Linked DNA regions of Gasterosteus aculeatus: region 1 is linked to region 2. The links are chromatin contacts, called in public Hi-C maps. All regions are on one chromosome and are shown on one strand. Each heading gives the region's core, a stretch centred on a gene start, on an enhancer-like site or on the middle of the called end of the contact. The rest is flanking DNA. Distances are from core to core; before and after follow the strand shown. Region 1 has its middle 9.2 kb from the start of LOC120825440. Region 2 holds the start of pou3f3b (POU class 3 homeobox 3b).

Region 1 (3,343 bases), core at 626-3,125, 150 kb after region 2:
TTGGTCCCAGTGCATCACCACCGACGGTGTTCTGGTCCTGAAATAACCACTTTCGGGGCGTCTGGTTGCATAACTCCACCTGTGGTAAGCCCCCCCCGCCCCGCCCCCCCGCGCTCCATTGAAAGCCAGGTCTGGGCCTGCAGCCAGCCCCCCCGCCGCCGCCCCCCCCCGGCTCCAAGAAGACCCTCAGAAGCGACACTTGGCAGCAGAGTGGCGCCGATGAGGTTTGCATGCAGAGGAAGGGCTTATCCTCTTAATAATTAAACCTGGAACCTAAAATCACAGGAACACAGGAGGGATCATTGCTGCACACGGCACTGCAGCCCCCCCCCCCATCAGAGAGGGATTATCCCTTTCACTTAGTGCGCACGCCGTTAACTTCTCCTGCCAGGTTCAACTCCCAGAATGCACCTGGGAGATTGGCTTCTTCCTTTCTTTACCCCCCCCGACTCGTTTTCTCTCTCTGCTGGTGAGAACACAAACGGTGATTCTTTCCCTTCATCCGCCTCTTTGATGATGTTTTACGAATTCACTTGTCAGGCTGCACAGCCCCGCCCCCCCGCGCCCCGCCCCCCACAGCTGTATGCGCCTAAAAACAAGATGGGTAACCCAGATGCTGTACTCTGACCCTTCATCCTGGCCCACCTTCATCACACACCAGGTGGCATCACCATTCAACCCCAAGGCATTGTGGGAAATGACGCCCGCCCGCCCGACGCAGAGCTCTCGCTGCAGCTTCGGCGTGCGGTAAATGATGATACCGTGCGTTCACACCAGCAGCTTTCCATCCCCGCCTCTCGCTCTCTCACCTCCGGCTAATTCTCACACCCCGCTGATGAAGTCGGGCGGCGCGGCGTAAGCCGGCGAGGACGGCGCGGGTATCGCAGCGCTCGTGCTCGCTCAGCAAGTCAGAAAGCAGACCGCAAGCCCCCCCGCCCCCCCTCCAATACCTCACCTACCTCACCAATCAGGCCTGAAGGCCCGAACCCGTGGCCCCCGCGAAAGCGACCTGGAAACGCAGCACCTCCACCTGCTGCATTCTCACCATGCCCTCGGTTGTGACTCCTCCCTCTGTGCCCCCCCCCCCCCCCTGTGTAAACCTCTGTACACCGTCACCAGTCGCCGGCCTTATCCCGTCTCCTCGGCTGCTGCTGCTGAGCTGTTTGTTTAGGAATCTGGGCCCGAAAAAAAATTGTATTCCATCGACCGCGCTCGCTATCAACACACAATTACGTGGGTTAATCATGTGGAACCGTGGCGAAGTCACCTGGGGCGCAGCAGCTAATGACATTCGCGTCTGGCCCGGCTTTAGCGGAATGGCGCCGGCACCTGCAGCCGGGGACGCCGAGATTGCCAAAGAAAATTTGGTCTCATTTCGCCCGCTCCATCCGTGCAGACTCCCCCACCCCCACCTTTTCCAACCACGCCTCCCTCCCTCCCTCCCCCCCACCGACCGTCTCGCTTCCACTTCCCCTCCCGTTTCTTCTTCTCTTAAATCTTTCAGGTTTCCTCTCAGTCGCCGGCGTCCAATCACAGAGGCCGATCTCCACACTGTATAATCAGTTCCCAGCTACCTGCGTGACACCTGAGCAGGAGACGGGGGGGGGGGGAGTGTGTGTGTGTGTGTGTTGGGGGGGGGGGGGGGGGTGATATAGACGAAGGAGACGACATCTCTGTGGTTGCGGACACTTGTGTTCTCGCTGTATAATTGAGACGGAGATTGAGTGCAGTCGGCGGGGTGTTGATGCTCTTTCTCCATCACACACACACACACACACACACTCAATCATGCGCACACACACACACTCAATCATGCACACACACACACACACACACACACTCAATCATGCACACACCAGAGTCATTTCCACCAACTTAGAGGAAATAGAGGAACTCAGTGCTCATAATTATACATCAATACAAACATATGTTTCCCAATCACAGATGCCACCCATGTGTGAAATGGGTGTCACACCGTTGGAGGTCTCATTATTTGCGAGGTGTGTGTGTGTGTGTGTGTGTGTGTGTGTGTGTGTGTGTGTGTGTGTGTGTCAACGCCTCGGCGACCACCCACTCCGGTCACAGCACCGCGTGCTACGGGATGATCCGAGGCTCTCTGCATGCGGGTTTCCCCCCCCCCCCATTTTCCCCAGAGTCCTCCGTTCCAAACCCTCCGGCCCCTCGCGGTCCGCACAAGACAACCCGGCGTGGACACATTCCCGCGCGCGGGAGACGCTCCGGAGGACGGGACGCTCGCGCTAATTGAAAAGCGTCGGGCAGAATAATCACGTTTAAGGCTCTTGCGCGCGCAGGCAGCTCGTCTCGTTGCTTTGGCGTGCGTGACGCGGTTTAACAGTATCACAGGATCCATAAAGCGCCCCCGAAGGGCTCACATAATCTCCCCCCCCCCCCCCCCCTGTTTAATAGGAGATAATACAAGTGCGCACCCCGATGAATCAATATGCGACAGCGGCTTTAGTTTGATAATTAATACCAGTGTCGGAAATAGATTTGTGATTTGGCAGGGCGGGTCTGATACGGTCTCCCCTCTGTCTCCAAAGTCTCGGCATCCACGTCCCATTGAACTAATCTCATTGGCTTTTCCTTTTTTCCAATGGCGCTAATTCTCCCACTAAAGCCTGTTATCTCATTAAAGGCCCCGCGATGGGATTCGACGGCATCCTGACGTCTGTATTCAAGGCCCTCGAAATGAGTCCTGACACTAAATTAATGAAAAAAGAAAAACAGCCCGAACAGTGGAGATTAGACGCCCGTGTCGCAGAGGGGGAGGATGGGGGGAGGATGGGGGGTGAGGAGGAGAATCATCTCCTTCGTTTCGGTACACTTTTGGAAGGGCGGATTAGCACCGCCGACTGCTGCAGTCTGTGGGTCCTCCACCTCCTCCTCGCCTCTCCACCCGAGCCGTGAGTCGGGTGGAGATATGGAGCAGCGGTGCATTGTCGCACTCGGTGACGCGGTATCAAGCGCTCCTCAGGTGGAGGAAGTGCGAGGCGAGACAAAGGCGAGATGAAGCCTGAAGCCCGACAACCGGAGGTGGGTTCCCGATCTCTCCCCCGCCGTCTCCCACTCTCTCCCCCAGCGCTGGCCGCTTTCTTTGGGAAGACGGGCGAGGAAATGGCAGCGAGGAGCCTGGAGGCCCGGGTCAATAAACGCCGCCTATACCCTCCGCCGCGTGGAGGCCTGCGGTGAAGGTAGGAACAGAGACCCAAAGGGATGCATTACAACATGGGGGGTCTGAACGGGGAGAACCGGACGCATCGCCGTCGAAGGCGCCCAACATGGCGGCACGTTGGCGCGTCGTGGCAGGACGACGGGAGCAGGA
Region 2 (3,263 bases), core at 76-2,575:
CCAAGCCCGGGTGCACCAGGCTCTGGCTCCCCGGACTCAGCATCCCGTTCACGGTGAACCCGCCCGGCTGGGAGTAGATCAGCGACTGCTGCTGCTGCTGCTGCTGCTGCTGCTGTCCCCCGGATATGGAGTTGATGTGAGCGGCAGTCGCGCTCCCCCAACCGCCGGCGTGTGTCTGGTGCGGGGCTAAGTGGGGCGGCCTGTGGTGCAGAGCGGTGCCCGTGTGTAGATCGTCTCTGCCGGAGTTTTTCACGTCCTGCTGCTGAGGGCTGCCCGTCATGCCGACAGGACTCGACGACCACGGCGATCCGGCTTCGGCCGCGGCCACGGCGGCTGCTGCCGCGGCCGCCGCGGCGTGCGGGAGGGATGTCACCCACTGGTGGGCATGGCTCAGCATGTGCCCCCCGTTGCTCGCTGCCATCGCGCCTTGCATAAAGTCACTCTGTACCATCTTGACCGAGGGGTCCCCCCTGTACACCCCGGAGCCCGAGGTAACCGCAGCGCTGCCCGGCTGCATTCCACCACCTCCGGAGTCAGAGTGCACGATGGAGCCGGACGATAAGATGCTATTGCTGGGCAGATAAGGATTGGAAGCCGCGGTGGCCATTCCGTCAGCCCTTATGAATATGTTTGTGGATAACCCCCCCCCTCCACCCTCCCTTTTTACAGTCACTTCTTTCGAGCAGGCGAATTGTATCTCATGAATTATTCAAACTTTAAAAGTATGAGTAGGTTTTGGGCACTACCATCGACGCGCGTAAAAACGCGGAAAAAGCTTCAAAAGCGGTGGCAGAAAACGGAATAAAATCCTCGCCGGTGTTTACTGCATTCTAGGCGAGCGCGGGTGTCGGCGCATAAAAATCCAGTTTTCCCGAAGCCCTTTGAAACCATGTGCAGTCCGCTCAGAAAGTTTCGCACCGGGGTGGTGAACTGCGAGCATTAAAATTCAAATATACAGGAAGAAAAAAAAAAAAGCCTCGTCCCATACAAACTTTAGGTGCTCGCCAAAAACAAACAAAAAAGCCTTGCAAATTGTCCACAGCGTACAAAGTCCCGGTTTATGTCCCCTCTGGATGTGAAAAACATTAGCAGAGTGTCCTTAGTTCTTTTGTAATTCAGTCGCCGAGATTTCTCCCCCGCTTTATTCTTTCCCCTCTCTTCTTTTATACCACTGTGGAGCCTCTCTCTTTGTTCTGTTTTGATGTATATAAACCTGCCAAACCGCAAACTCCCGATGAAGTACAATCCGGTGGAACAGCGGACGGCGCTGCTCGCGAGCCTCTCCTCTCATTCGCTTGTTCTCTCTCCGCACTTCTCTCTCTCTCTCTCTCTCTCTCCCTGACAGGCCGCGTAGTCCCGCCCCCCCTGCCCCCGCCCCCTTTCCTCCGCCCTCCGCGGCGAGCCCGGCGACGCGCGGATGTTTTACCCCCGTGCGTCCCCGTTGATTGGTTACCCGGGCTGTGATTGACAGGTCTCGCCAGCCTCGCCCGGGGCGCAGGAGCCCTCCTTCCGGCGGTTCCAATTGGCTGGTTTCTAATTGCAGTCCAAACAAAACAGGGAACACAACTTGGTGGTAAATAGTACTGAGGTATTAGTACACAAACAGACACTATATAAAACGGTGACCTCTGGTTGTGACCTCTGTGATCGTCATGATTCAAACCACCATCACATTAAGCACATTAATATACTTACACTTGTTGGAAAGCATTAGGTTGAATATAATATAACGAATTAATACAATTCTATTTTTTTATGTTATTCTACACAAACACATCTAGGACTAATAAAAAGCACCAGTTCAAAACATACACAAGTGCATTGTATGCTATTAATAACACGTAATGAGCTGGCTGTGTGTTAGAATAAGGCGTCTATTGGTTCTAACCGGATGGTAAACGCTTCATCCTGTGATATGCACGATGCGCGTGAGTGGGTTCGAATTGGTAGATTGGCAGTTAAAAAAAAGGATTTGGCATAATTCACAAGCTCCGGTTAAATGTTTATGAGCATATGAAAGCAAAGACATTCCGTGGAGGGTCGTGGTTGTTAACGCGGAGGGAAACCGTGACGCTGCACACAGAAACACGGAGCGGCAAAAGTGAAAACCAACGCAGGGAGGAAGTGCGCTGCAGACATGAGCCTGTGCAACGTGGGCTCCTCAAGGAACAAAGGTTACGGGGAGGCTTCCATGCGGAAACCTCAGTGAAGCACAGTGAAAGAGAAAGTGGCAACAACAACACGCGCAAATTGAGCAGCCCTGGGGGGGGGGGGGGGGGGGGGGGTTGCGCGTGCAGGGTGGCGGTGCTGCAAACGTTTGCTGAGCAGCAGCAGAAGAAGAAGAAGAAGAAGCTCACGAAGAAGAAAGGAAAGAAGGAGGAGAAGGGGGGGAAACAGTCTAGAGATCACCCACACCATCCCTCCAGATGACAACATCGCCCCGGTAATGAATGAGGCCTTTGTTGGGTGCGTGGGACCCCTGCGCCTGTTTGGACGCACCCATGGGTGGTAATAAGGGCCAGCCATGAGGCTCGCGCGGCACCCATTCGTTTCGCGGGGTGTCAGCCGCCTGTTGAGCGCACCTGGACAGAACGGGGCCTGTGGCAGGTGATCCTCTGACAGGATTAACTGCGTTTTGTACAAAGGTTAGAGCTGCATGTCGCGCGTAACCCCAAACACCGGCGCGTAAGCTCTCGAATCAAAGATGACGCAAAGATTTTTATTGCAGGAGGGATTTAAGGGCAAATACACGGCAGAGGAGTACTGTGTACTCCATGCCAGTACACCCCGCCCCCCCCTCCCTCTCCTCATCCCAGTAGATTTGATTTGGACCGGGCTCAAAACCGAGGGAGCCTCGTGGATTTGTTTACATTGAATAGGCAGGCTCGGGGCCAGGACCATGGGGCCCTCTGTTCATTAATATACATTGAGGATTTCTGTCTAAATTACTGCCGTTCAACCCGCGCCGCGCGCGTTAACGTGCGTCTCGGGCGGCCAACAGAAACGCGAGTATGCAGAGAAAAGGCTCCTCGCACTAGAAAACCCCCTTAAAATGAAAATAATACACGCTAAACATGAGAGGAGAGTGAAACGGCATTTCAGAAATGCTCACCGAAACCACCGCGCTGTGATACAAAACCCCTCTCTGATATATGATGTGTTTATTATTTATTTGCTTATTATAAAAGGTCCCCAAGTTCCCTGCTGGGGGAGTTCATTTATTTTGTATGCAAAATAAAAAAAAAAAAAGAAAGAAAGGGGGG

The links. A called contact is a pair of places that touch in the nucleus more often than the background predicts.
Region 1: a Hi-C map of skeletal muscle shows a contact between it and region 2, with 5 times the contacts expected there. The contact joins the enhancer-like site here to the promoter of pou3f3b in region 2. A contact is called at or near these places in 2 of 6 Hi-C or Micro-C datasets (skeletal muscle and whole body).

The regions. Positions count from the first base shown.
Region 1 is chr1:29,666,821-29,670,163 of fGasAcu3.hap1.1, forward strand. No RefSeq gene overlaps it. Among protein-coding and RNA genes, the nearest start is that of LOC120825440, 9.2 kb to the right of the region's middle. Within about 2 kb of position 1,876, at least 1 of the 9 cell types and tissues checked has open chromatin away from gene starts, as enhancers often do.
Region 2 is chr1:29,512,643-29,515,905 of fGasAcu3.hap1.1, forward strand. It overlaps pou3f3b (POU class 3 homeobox 3b), which reads right to left and starts at 1,326. Exons shown (of 3, transcript XM_078102375.1): 1 at 1-1,326. The coding sequence starts at 607. LOC144406627 (a long non-coding RNA gene) reads left to right here and starts at 1,583. Exons shown (of 3, transcript XR_013467636.1): 1 at 1,583-3,263.